Linked DNA regions of Mus musculus: region 2 is linked to region 1. Evidence: chromatin contacts called from public promoter capture Hi-C data. All regions are on one chromosome and are shown on one strand. Each heading gives the region's core, a stretch centred on a gene start, on an enhancer-like site or on the middle of the called end of the contact. The rest is flanking DNA. Distances are from core to core; before and after follow the strand shown.

Region 1 (6,400 bases), core at 2,348-4,847:
AGGCCACTGCCAACCTGCCAGTCAGTCTTTTTTCACCCAGAGAACTTAATCTCTGCCTAGTTTTTCTAGAAGACTGATCAGTTGATTTTTTTAGACAGATACAGATTTGAGTATAGCTGGAGTTAGCCACATTTTTTAAAAAATCAGGTCAAATGGAACAGAGGCTAAGCAACAGAGAAGAGACTCTAGCTTCCATAGAGAAATCTCCCAATTGACTCCTCTATGCTTGGCTCTACAAAATGTAATATCCCTGCATCAGGATCTAAATAGGTCTAAATAGGAATGCCCCTATGGGCTCAAGCCATGCCCAGTGGATCTCTCTCTTCTTGCTGCCTACTGATCCAGAACTCTCAGCTACCTCTCCGGCACCACGTCTGCCTTCCTGCCTCTATGTTTCCTGCCATGATGACAATGGACTAAACCTCTGAACCTATAAGCCAGCCCCAGTTAAATGATTTCCTTTCTAAAAGTTGCCATGGTGATGGTGTCTCTTCACACCAATAGAACACTGATGACGATACAGGGCTTGGATCCAACTTGAGATATCTAACTTGGGGATGAATGTCTTACCGTGGGATGTGATGAGGCAAGAGGCTCCCTGTCAACTGCCAACAGGTAACCCTTCCTGTGTTGGAGAATGACATCTTAATGGAGACTATCAAGTTAAAATTTAGGGCCTTAGGTTGGGCACTCATGCATATGACTGTGCCCCTTAGAGATTTAGACCACACACTGGAAAGGACGGTTGGGGGAGGAGACACTGGGAGTATGGCATAGAAAGGCAAGGGGCCAAGACAGATGTTTGCAAGTCCAAGAGAGACCTGGAAGAGTCCTTTCCTTTGCAGACCTCAGGAACAAATCTTGACACCTCACTCTTGTAAGTCACCCAAACAGTGGGACTACATATTTCTTTTCTTGAAATCACCTCATTTCTGGTGTGTGGTTGCATGGTACTAGAAAAGGATTGTACTACAGAACCTAGAAAATGCCTAAGGTAGCCCTGGGCTGAAGATTAGATAAGGCATGGGCTTAGCTTCCAGTGACATGGCTAAATGCACAGAGATATATGGGACCCACCATAGCGCCTTCCTCCTGAAAATGAGGAAGCATGCCAAACACACTTGCTCCTTCTGTGGCAAGACCAAGGTGAAAAGATAAGCCATTGGCACCTGGCATCGTGGTTTGTCCATGTAAACAGTGGCTGGCAGGGGGCCTGGGTTTTACAATATATCTTCTGTCTCAGTCAGGTCTGCCATCTGAAGACTGAAGGGACTAACTCAAAGACCAGTAGGAGCATTACTGTTCAAGATTTACCTAACCTGCAATAAATGAATTTATGTTAACAAAAAAATAAAAAGGAGAGGAGAAAAATGAGTAATATTGCAGGTGAAGAGAGACTCAAAGAAGCCAAGATGTAGTCAACTGAAAATGAATGGAGTCTCTTTCTCCTTATAGACAATAAAGTCTTATAGACCTGGAAGATAGTAATCTCAAGGACCTAGAAGACTCGGTTGCTATAGTGTTTTTCAACCTTCCTAATGCTGCCATGCTTTAATATAGCTCCTCATATTGTGGTGGTCCCCAACCATAAAATTTTCATTGCTGTGTCATAACTACAATTTTGCTACTGCTATGAATTGTAAATATCTGTTTTTCCAATGGTCTTAGGCGGCCCCTGAGAAAGGGTCATTCAATCCCTCCCCCGCCTCCCCAAAGGGGTTGTGACCCCCCTAGATTAAGCAGCGCTGATATGGCAGCTGTTTGTGTGAGGATTGCCTCACCAACATTGGACAAGGAGCCTCAGACTCCACAGGAGGAAGGCCAGAGACACCCAGGAAAAGTCCTTATTCCTTGATGAGTCAGCTTGAGTATACTTGTGACTAGAGGGAATGAATCATCTCCCAAGAGGGTAGGGGAGGCCTCTGTGGTTATAAAGGCCATGGTTTAGAAGCAGATGATCTTGAATTCTAAGAATGGTCCCCCCCACCCCCTTTTCTTTCCCCCGAGACAGGGCTTCTCTGTGTAGCCCTGGCTGTCCTGGAACTCACTCTGTAGACCAGGTTGGCCTCAAACTCAGAAATCTGCCTGCCTCTGCCTCCAAGTGCTGGGATTAAAGGCGTGCGCCACCACTGCCCGGCGGCCATGCCCTTTCTTATACCTGACTCTGCCCTTCAGTTTCCTGTTCTACAGAAGAGGACCAAAGGTGGTACCACCTCATAGGGTTATGGACATTATAGTTGATTAACAGTGTCACCTAGTAAATGATATGTTATTAGAGGTGTTCTGGCAATAATTGTCCCTCAAATTTAAGGCAATATTAGAAAGACTTCCATCTAATGCTGGGAGCAAACCCTCCTGTACCTGGATGACTGTCTTCATGCAATAGCATGAGGTGAACCTGGCAACAATTATATTGACCTTTTTTTTTTCCCATTCAAAATGTTAGCATGATCTACATCTTACCTTAACCACACTGACCAGTTCTGGACACTGAGCAACAGTGATGGCTCTAGTATTTAACCTTTTAAAAGATTATCTTAAAGCTTTGGGGTATCTTTAAGATTTTTTAAAATGACGTTTGAAGAAGGGTTACATGCGCACATGGTAACTCACAGTCCTGAGGATTGAGAATTGCACTTCAGGCTTTGTGACAGGCATGGGCTTTAACCCAGTGAGCCATCCTACTGGCCTTGCATTGGCCGTTGGTAGCCCTTAAAAGGTTTTCCCAAGGGATTTGTCAAGTCTACAGAGCCAAGGCTGAGCAGGGCAGACAAGCCTTTAAAACTTGGCAGGTGGACACCGTCCTTGAGCAACGACTAAGTCTGCTTTTCACTTGAACCACACAGGGGCCTGGGTTGTCCAGAGATGCCTCATGGCCAGGATATTGCGGAAGTCCTGTATTCCTAGCCAAGGACTGTGGCGAAACTTGGTGTGGGGACCGTGGTGAAACTGGATTAAAGGGGTTCGTGTATATCTGTGCTAAAGAAAGATGGGACTTCTTCAGCTACCGTGGTCCCTCCAAGCAGAGAAGCAAGCAGAGAGGCTATGCCAAGGTGTCAGCTGTGGAAGAATGTTAAGGATGGAAGAGCTAAAGGGCACCTGCAACATTCCATAGCATCACATTATCAGGGTTCAGGAGACTTCCAGATTTACCCTTTGCCCTACCTCAGATTCGTTGTGAAACTAGAGGGCAGTTTGGGTGACCTTAGTGGCTTTTGCTTGCTGACAGCCATGCTCATGGACCTGAGGGAGGCCACGCCCACCTTGCGGCTTTGGAGGGAGAGGCGGAGTCAGCAGGACTGGGCGGGACCTGAAGGAGGACTGGGCCTTAAGGGGCGGGGCAAAAGACCGAGGAGGCGCGGCCGGAGGGGAAGGACTGGAGCTGGTGGGCGTGGCCTGAGAGGCACCGCGGGTCTGAGGGGCTTGGATCAGCCCAGATAGGGCGGGGCTTGGGAGGCGGGAATGGCGCCGATGGGGCGGGACCTGAGAGGAGCGGTGGGTGTGATGGGGCGGGACAGCCTCGACCTGTGCGACAGGAGGGGAGGAGCTGGCGAGGGGGAGTGGGCGCGCTAAGAGATGGGGCGGGGAGGAGCCTGCGGACGGGGCGGGGCGGCGTGGCACGGCACGCGCACTACCAGCCGCCCGGCCCTGCTGCTGCTGCTGCAACGCCGGTGGCGCAGCCAAGAGAGCAGCTGCGGCCGCGACTCCTTAAATAGCATCGCAACCCGGCGCGGGGCAGTTCGTGGATTGCAGTGACAGCCGCCTGTGGAGCAGCCCGGGCAGCGGAGGAGGTGAGTGCGCCAGCCGCGAAGGGCCGCGAGTCGGCCAAGGCGACCCTAGCCGGGCCGAGACGGGAGAACCTCCCCGCGGCTCTGCGGGACGTTCCGCTTTTCCGGCCTGGGCTCCACGGCCTCGTTTCCCTCGGCTTCGGGAGGCTCTGGGGCCGCTCCGGCGGCCGCCGCTTCCGGTGCCGGAGCCCGGGTTCCCCCGCGGGCCGTGCGCGCGCGGGGCTGGTGCACCGCGGAGTCAAGAGGTTCCTCTCTGCACGGTCCCTGGCTGGTGTGGCGGCTGGGACCTTCCCTCCCCGGCTCAGGTGCCGAGAGGTGGTCCTGCTTGCTGGGGACCCTGGCGTCTCCGCCACCGCATCCCTCGTACCCCCAGAGGCGGGGATTGTGAGGCGCGCACTCACCGCGCGTGGACACGGACTGTCCCGGTGCCGCTCTGTGACGTGCCCCTGCGCCGAGCGTTCGAGGAGGGTCAGAAGCAGCGCTCAGAGCCCGATGTCATAAGTAGAAATTCTCGCGGTGTCTCCAAGAGGAGCTCCCAGAGCCACTACACACAGTGGTGATGGAGTCATTGATTTAAGGCAATCTGGCTTTTAATTTTTTTTTAAATTAGGGAGCAAAAATGATATTTATCACCTTGAAACGTAGACCCCGAGTGCTGATACAGGACTTAAAAGATCACATGGATTAGAATCTAGAGAAGGCAGCTCCATCTAATCACTGCACTATGCCCGAGCTTACAGACCATCTTGCCACACCGCTCAAGCTCATGGTTATGGAACCTAGTTAAGAATGGCCGTTATGAAAATGCTTCCTCTTGGAACTGTGAGTATCCATCTCTAGTCTTCCCTTTAAGGACTTGACATTTGATTATGTTTCTGGGATACACGTTTCAAAACGTAATCTGTGGTTAGCCCAATGAAAATTATTAGCGTAACTCAGAAATCATCCAAACCCTTCTAGTTCACCAAAGTTAAGAACTGAAGGTCTGCAATGGGCAAGGTTAAGAATGGGAGCAACGGAAAGGAACCATCGGTTTGGAGCAATGTGGTGAGGTGTGACAACAGAAAACAGACAGGGCCGGATCCTGGGAGATGTTTTTTCTTGTAGTTCAGCTGAAGGAAATCCCTTTGTGGTGGGAGGCTGGTTCTTTGTAAAAGGTCTGCATTGAGATCTTGAGCTAAAATTATATGACTGGAGAAGGTAAAAAAAAAAAAAAGAAAAAAAGCAACACACCTTATTCACTTACCTCTTCTAAATTTACAGTAAACAGACAAAACTTAAAACAAAAACAAAAAACCCCTCCCCATTCGTGATTCTAAGCATTTTCACATGTTTCCTTCCTGTCTCTGTTATTTATATTTTATCAGTGTTTTATTATTATTACAGCCTGACTGAAATCATGAGGCCTTGGAAATTTTGACATTTAACATGCGTGGCATCTGGCACAGTGGGGACAGGTTATCTATTTATACCATACAGGTACTTTTCAGCTACTCAGTTCCTGAGTTAAATGTGAAGTCACCAAATGCAAGCCAACATGTCACAGTGTTGTGAATTAATGTCTTTAGCACATCTTTAGTTTGGATATGGCTATCTAGAACTGTGGAATTCCATGTTTGGAGTAAGATCTGGTGGTTGAGTCATTTACCTGTAGAGATTGTGTCTTTCTCCCTACGGCCTTGCTGGCCTTGCTGTTGTTCTTAGACTGTGGGATGCCTACCCTAACTTCTAGACGTTTATCCTCATTCTTTTTAGAGTCATTTAGTTTGTAAGCTCAGTTTCATTTGATGGGTAAGCTTGCCATGCACTGTTTCTTACAACTAAATTCAACTTGAGTCACACTGTTAGAAATGTTTTACGGGCAGGCTTGTTTACACGATGCAGTGTGCACAGCATTCCTGCTGCAAAATGGAAAGAATGGGCTTTAAGGCAGCCCCCAGCTGTGAGTCTCTTGAACCCTCTTTAAGCCTGACTGTTCTGCCCAGATAGCTTAAGGTGCCCGAGTCCCTTAGTGAAGGTCTTCAGTCCAATTTAGTGGTTAGACACGCACTTGAGGGTCTTGATGTACCTTTGGCACTGGTGCCTGGAGGGCCGTTCTCAGTGCACAGAGGCGTTCCAAAGCTGCTCTGTGCTTGAGTTTAGGTTTCCGCATCCTGGTACTCTGAGGGGCTTCTGAGAGCTTGAAAGACATGCAAGGCCTAAAGTAGTAGCTGAACTGAAGAGAAAGGCAGTTTGAGCAGTGTTTGTGGTGGTGCACTGCGATTCTCCTCTTCACAAAACTCCAAGAGTGTCGGCTCCCGAGGAATCTCAGTTTGTGAAACCCCAGGGTAACCAGTAATATGGCCAAGGGAAAGAAAATTACCACATGAATAAGTTAATTTTTGTGCTTTGTCCATCCTGATGTTTATAATTTCTTAACCTTTGGAGGCAGTCCTATTTGTCAGTTGTAAACTTGGAGGAGTGAAGGTAAGGAGGAAAGCTAGAGATTACAGTCGAGTGGTCCTTTCCTTGTGTCTTGACTGGCTAGGAGGGGTGCCACTTTAGCCTAGAGGTTTGTAAGGGCTGTATTCCCTTAGGATAGTGGGAGCCTGCTGGGTGGGGAACAGCATGTG
Region 2 (6,010 bases), core at 1,858-4,357, 900 kb after region 1:
GAGGAAGAGGAGGAGGAGGAAGTCATAGTAGTAGTAGTGAAGGAAGAAAGGAAGGAAGAAAACAAACACAAGAAAAGATTTTCTCCACCGCCTACCCCCCAAAATCTTGAAACTCACTGTGACCTATTTCACCTACAAGTGGTGACAACAACCTCAAGTGTGTTTCAGAAACCATGACTGGAAAGAAGTCATTATGTATTTACAACCACACAGAACAGAACTGGGCTAGTTAGTTTTTGTCACCTAGACACATAGTCATGTGTGAAGAGGGAGCCTCAGATGAGGAATTGCCTCCATTGGAATGGCCTGTGGGCGTGTCTGTGGGCATTTTCTCAATTAATGACTGATGGAGGAGGGCCTGGTCCACTGGAGACAATGCCACCCCTGACTGATGGAGGAGGGCCTGGTCCACTGGAGACAATGCTACCCCTGACTGATGGTGTAGGGCCTGGTCCACAGTACCACCCCTGACTGATGGAGGAAGGCCTGGTCCATAGTACCACCCTGACTAATGGTGGAAGGACTGGTCCACTAGAGACAATGCCACCCCTGACTGATGGGGAAGGACTGGTCCACTGGAGATAATACCACCCCTGACTGATGGTGTAGGGCCTGGTCCACAGTACCACCCCTGACTGATGGAGGAAGGCCTGGTCCACAGTACCTCCCTGACTGATGGTGGAAGGACTGGTCCACTGGAGACAACACCACTCCTGACTGATGGAGGAGGGCCTGGTCCACAGTACCACCCCTGACTGATGGAGGAAGGCCTGGTTCACAGTACCACCCTGACTGATGGTGGAAGGACTGGTCCACTGGAGACAATACCACCCCTGACTGATGGAGGGGGGCCTGGTCCACTGGAGACAATGCAACCCCTGACTGATGGGGAAGGACTGGTCCACTGGAGATAATACCACCCCTGACTGATGGTGTAGGGCCTGGTCCACAGTACCTCCCTGACTGATGGAGGAGGGCCTGGGCCACAGTACCACCCCTGACTGATGGAGGAGGGCCTGGTCCACAGTCCCACCCCTGGGCAGGTGGACCTGAGTTGTGTAAGAAAACAAACTAAGCCTTGGCGAGCAAGCTAGCTTTCCTCTCTGCCTCTTCTTGTCCCCACTCCTGCTTGAGTTCCTGCCCTGACTTCCTTCAGTGATGGACTATGACCAGGACACAAAAGGCAAGTGGACCCCCTTCTCCGTGAGTTACACTGCCTCGTGATGTTCATCACAGTGATACAGGACAAACCAGGCCATGGACGGAGAACCTTATCAGACCCATTTGTTGAGCCTCTCTGATGATGAGCAGTTTGCAACATAATATAGGAAAACGCCCCCAGCTTGGTATGCCACAAGAAGCCAAGATTTTTTTTTTCTTTGTCCTAAAGCAATTCCCTCCGTGCCAGCCTGACCCTGTTTAGACACAGCCTTGCTCTACCTTTATTAAATCTATAAAGTTACAAGCAATTCGAGTCAGACCACTGTTGTACCACTTCACACCTCTTTGCCTGGCAGTAGCCGGTTCAAAAGTCAAAAGAAACTGCAAACGGAGTTCCAGAGCACCTATAATTTACTTTTATAACTATTGAATCATTAACAGGGACTTCTGGAGGTAATTAAAGGGAAATGGATAGGCCTTGACTCTCAGGTTGGGAGTTTTCATGTTTGCTCTTCACAGCAAAGCAACAGTCTGCTCTACTCCATTCAAAGCATCTGAAAAATTAGTCCAGTCATGTCTCAAGGAACTAGAAAGCCGATACAGCCCAGGCAACGATCCTGCATGCTCAGGGAGGCTCGGTTTTGCTCGGCGCCTGCCCGAGGCCGCCTATAACAACCCCAGATTCCTAAACGCTCAAGTCAAGAGAGGCAGCAACAGCTAAGGAAACGGGGAATTACCTGGGCGCTAGGTAGAAATGACTGTGTCTTGTAAATGAGCACGAAAGGATCAAGTGGCTTCATTATCCATCTAACTTCTCCAACAGGGGATTACATAAGGAAATTAATTACCTAAGCCAGACGCTGGCAAGCACGCAGCAAAGCAGGCTGAAGGCAAAGCCAGCATTCATTTTTCCCATAGAAATGGCTCCTTCAGATTGTATGACTGCCTGGGAAACTAAAGTCTTCCCGACAGGAGCAGAGTTGCCGTACCCACTACGGTAAAAGTGACCCGGGGGTGCTTTTCATTGTTCCTCCTCCCTGCGTTCTTGGGACAGTCCAGTTGCCCCAGTCACCTGGGATGTATTCCCAAATGCCTCCAAGATGTTGTTTTCCCGGCCTCCTTTTCTGAATGTCGAGTGGACTCAGAACCGTCATTCTCAGTGGTCGATGACTCTGAGCGACCTGGCAACCAAATGAGCTTCGTTTTAAAAGCAGAAGTAGACTGGATGTGAGAGGCGAGGCAGGAGCGGCCGGCAGACCACAGATAGTTCTGATCATCTTGTTACACAAGTTGAATATTTCAGGTCCGAAAATATAAAACCCGAAATGTTCCAAATTGCAAAACTTTTCGAACGGTGAAAAGAAGCCACCCATCCAAGACTCCACACCTGACTCATGAGAAGCTTGAAGCATCAACGTCCAAACAGAGCACGCTAAAGATTCCATCTAAGATCATCTCCGGGCTACACATACAAGTACAGGAAACATAGGTGAATTTCCTGTTTAGACTTGGGTCCAGTCCTCAAGATATCTCATTATGTTTATTAAAATATACCAAAGTCCAAAGACATCCAAAACTAAAACCATTTCTGGTCCCTAGCACTTGCGGTAGAGGACACTCAATACCAAGATGATGAAAACACTCACGGATCCACAGCTGTGAGGTCTCTCAGAACTGAGTAACCACGTTCCTGAGCATGTACTTGTAGTCAGACAAACCATAGCAAACTCATCGCACCGAGGAGAGTTATCTGGCCCCTGAGGTAAGCTTATCCTACTAAAATTCCCATTGCCGTTGCATCTTGTGTTTTAATCATTTTCAGTGGGAGCCTTTGAGCTGAGAGGATCCCTGACAGTTTTATAGAGTCAACGTACAGGACATGGCCACCCCACACAGTGCCCCAAATACCCCGCTTATGTAAGTCTCTGCTTGCTCTTCCTGGAGCAGCAAACGGGCCTGTGACCTGGTTCTGCCTTTCTTCGCTCGCCCCCTAGTGGGGAGACTAAGGCTGCGACAGCAGCTCGAAGAAGAGGAAAAGAGCCTGGAGAAAGGTGTCTAGGACAGGGAGACGGGGCTGGGCTGCCACAAAACCAGAAAGGACGGATACTTAAGGCAAAACATGGTATTTTCCCAAGTTATATAGAATTTTTATTTTAAATTATGCATGCATGCTCAAAAGAAATTAGCCCTTCATCCACCTGTTGGAACTAACGAGCTAGAGCTCTCAAATTTAGACTTGACTCTTAAATGAAAGAAAAATTATATATGTTATTGCATGGGACATCACTTTTCACTCAATACACCCCCACACACACTGCCTGGCAACTAACACACATACATATGTTCTCTCTCTCTCTCACACACACACACACCAAGAAAAGATGTTTGCACCCAGACTGTGTGCACAGCAAGCCTCTCTGGTGTCACTTGAAGCCAGTGTTTTACAAAAGAAACCAACAAAGAAAACCCTTAGTGTGTTGTGTGTTCAGCCAAACTATTCTGGACACAATACCAACAAAGGGTGGGAACTCTGAGCAGCCGCCCTGCCGTAACTCCTTCTGTAGACTCTGCACCTACATTGTTCTTACAAGATGAGGCCTCTTTCTCAGATGTAGCTTATAACAAACAAAACAATCCCAGCATTGCAAATGATTGCCATGAGATCACTAACAAAAGTGTGTGCCGTTATGTGGAAATCACGAGAAGCCAAGGTGAAAGGTCATGGTTCTAACTCCGAACTTCAGTTTTCCTCCATAGCCCATAGTGTAGCCTTTCATAAGGTCACAACTTTCCCAGCTACAAAAATTAGAGACTTGAAAGCTTCCCTCAGAGTTTCTACCCTGGCTTTGATTATCTTAAAAGAAAGTGTGGGCACTATGCCTTCCATTTCCTATGGTCATGGTGCCCTCTAGTGGCTTATAGGAGCTATGACATGTGTAGGTTGTGCTTTCTTTTCTTTCCTCCTTTCCTTTCCTTTCCTTTCCTTTCCTTTCCTTTCCTTTCCTTTCCTTTCCTTTCCTTTCCTTTCCTTTCCTTTCCTTTCCTTTCCTTTCCTTTTTCCTTTCCTTTCCTCTTTTCTTTTCTTTTCTTTCTTTTCTTTTTAACCTGGGAGAACGGTAGGTACAACCTTTCAGTCAATTTGTCTAACCATGGTAACCAGGCATCTGGTCAAATATCCATCTAGATGCCACTGTGTATGTTTTAGATGAGAATAACACTCAGTTGACTCTGGGAAAAGCAGATTACTCTCTCTGATTTGGATAGATGGCCATGGGAACTCAGGCAGCAGGCACCTTTCAGAATCTCCAGCCCCGATCTCCAGCTTGTCTTCCTGTCCAGTTTGGCCCGCTCTGTATGTGCCTGTGTGTCCGGGGAGGAGAAATATGTGTAGAGGGGATGTTCTTGGGGGTAGGAGACAGGGTGCATAGCACTGAGTCTACATCCTATGTCTTTGGAGAACCGTAACAGGGAAAAGGGAGTAATAAATCAAATTACCATACATAAATGTAACAAATTATACACAAATGTAACAAATTATCATACACAAATGTATCATTCCGGGCCATCGGAAAACATTTTTTTTTCTTTTTTAGTTTTTTTTCGAGACAGGGTTTCTCTGTATACCTCTGGCTGTCCTGGAACTCACTTTGTAGACCAGGCTGGCTTCAAACTCAGAAATCCGCCTGCCTCTGCCTCCCGAGTTCTGGGATTAAAGGCGTGCGTCACCACGCCCAGCTGAAAACATTTTAATAACTACAATGACCATAAAAATCATATTAAAATAAAAATGACCCAAAATTTAGTATGTAGTTTTACTCATGTAAAAGTTTTACCTAAATGTGAAAAGTGATTTTCTATTTTACTTTTAATTTTGTATGATCTGCAGGATCAAAATTTAATTTAATCTCATAATGTAAAGTAAAAGTTTTAATGAAGATATTGACAGGTGTGATGGCTCAACAAGCCTTTAGCCCTAGATCTCTGTGAATTCAAGGCCAGCCTAGTCTGCATGGGGAGTTCCAGGCTAGCCAAGGCTACACAGTAACTACTACCCTGTCTCAATCAGTTAAAACATCAAACAGGTATTTGTATTTTACTTTTTTAAAGGATTTATTTATTTATTTATTATATGTAAGTACACTGTAGCTATCTTCAGGCACTCCAGAAGAGGGCGCCAGATCTCATTATGGATGGTTGTGAGCCATCATGTGGTTGCCGGGAATTGAACTCAGGACCTTTGGAAGAGCAGTCAGTGCTCTTAACCGCTGAGCCATCTCTCCAGCCCCTATATCTTAATTTTATGACAGCACTAGTTACAATAGCCACAGGTAAAATTAAACCAGGTAAATATTAGCAACAAATTCATAAGTATATTGTAATCATGTAATGAAGTATATTATTCAGCCACCAAATGAATGAATGAAACTTTGAATCTGCTACAACATGAACTTATCCTAAAATTATTATTTTTAAGATTTATTTTTATGTATATGAGTGGTTTGCCTGCATGTTTGTACACCATATGCATGTATGTACTCTAGATATGTACCTGGTACCTATGAAGGCCAGAAGAAGGCATCAGATTCCCTGAAACTAGAGTTATGGGTGTTTGTGAATCACCGCATAGGTACTGAGAACAGAACTTAAGTCCTCTGTAAGAACAGCAACTGCTCTTAACTACTGAGCCGTCTCTCCAGCCCCCTGAAAATATTATTCTTAATGAGATATGCTGGGTACAGAAAGATAATTACTGCATGATAGCACTTATAAACCGGACCAAGAGTAAACAAATGTGTAAAGACCGAAAGTGGAACAGAACCTAGCTGGGCTGTGGAGAGGGACTTACAAC

The links. Promoter capture Hi-C pulls out the DNA fragments that hold promoters and counts their contacts.
Region 2: a contact with region 1 is called in a promoter capture Hi-C map of hippocampal neurons, with 4 times the contacts expected there. The contact joins the enhancer-like site here to the promoter of Acsl1 in region 1. A contact is called at or near these places in 14 of 39 promoter capture datasets (the 3T3-L1 cell line, the C10 cell line, the HPC-7 cell line and 9 more) and 2 of 484 Hi-C or Micro-C datasets (the HPC-7 cell line and cranial neural crest).

The regions. Positions count from the first base shown.
Region 1 is chr8:46,467,440-46,473,839 of GRCm38.p6, forward strand. It overlaps Acsl1 (acyl-CoA synthetase long-chain family member 1), which reads left to right and starts at 3,598. Exons shown (of 21, transcript NM_007981.4): 1 at 3,598-3,791. Gm31050 (a long non-coding RNA gene) reads right to left here and starts at 3,611. Exons shown (of 2, transcript XR_378936.3): 1 at 3,166-3,611; 2 at 2,552-3,060.
Region 2 is chr8:47,367,769-47,373,778 of GRCm38.p6, forward strand. It overlaps a transcript of Stox2 not described here. Among named protein-coding and RNA genes, the nearest start is that of Gm39171, 47 kb to the left of the region's middle. Within about 2 kb of position 3,108, at least 38 of the 459 cell types and tissues checked have an H3K27ac peak or open chromatin away from gene starts, as enhancers often do. A contact at or near this core is called in hippocampal neurons, where this site is marked.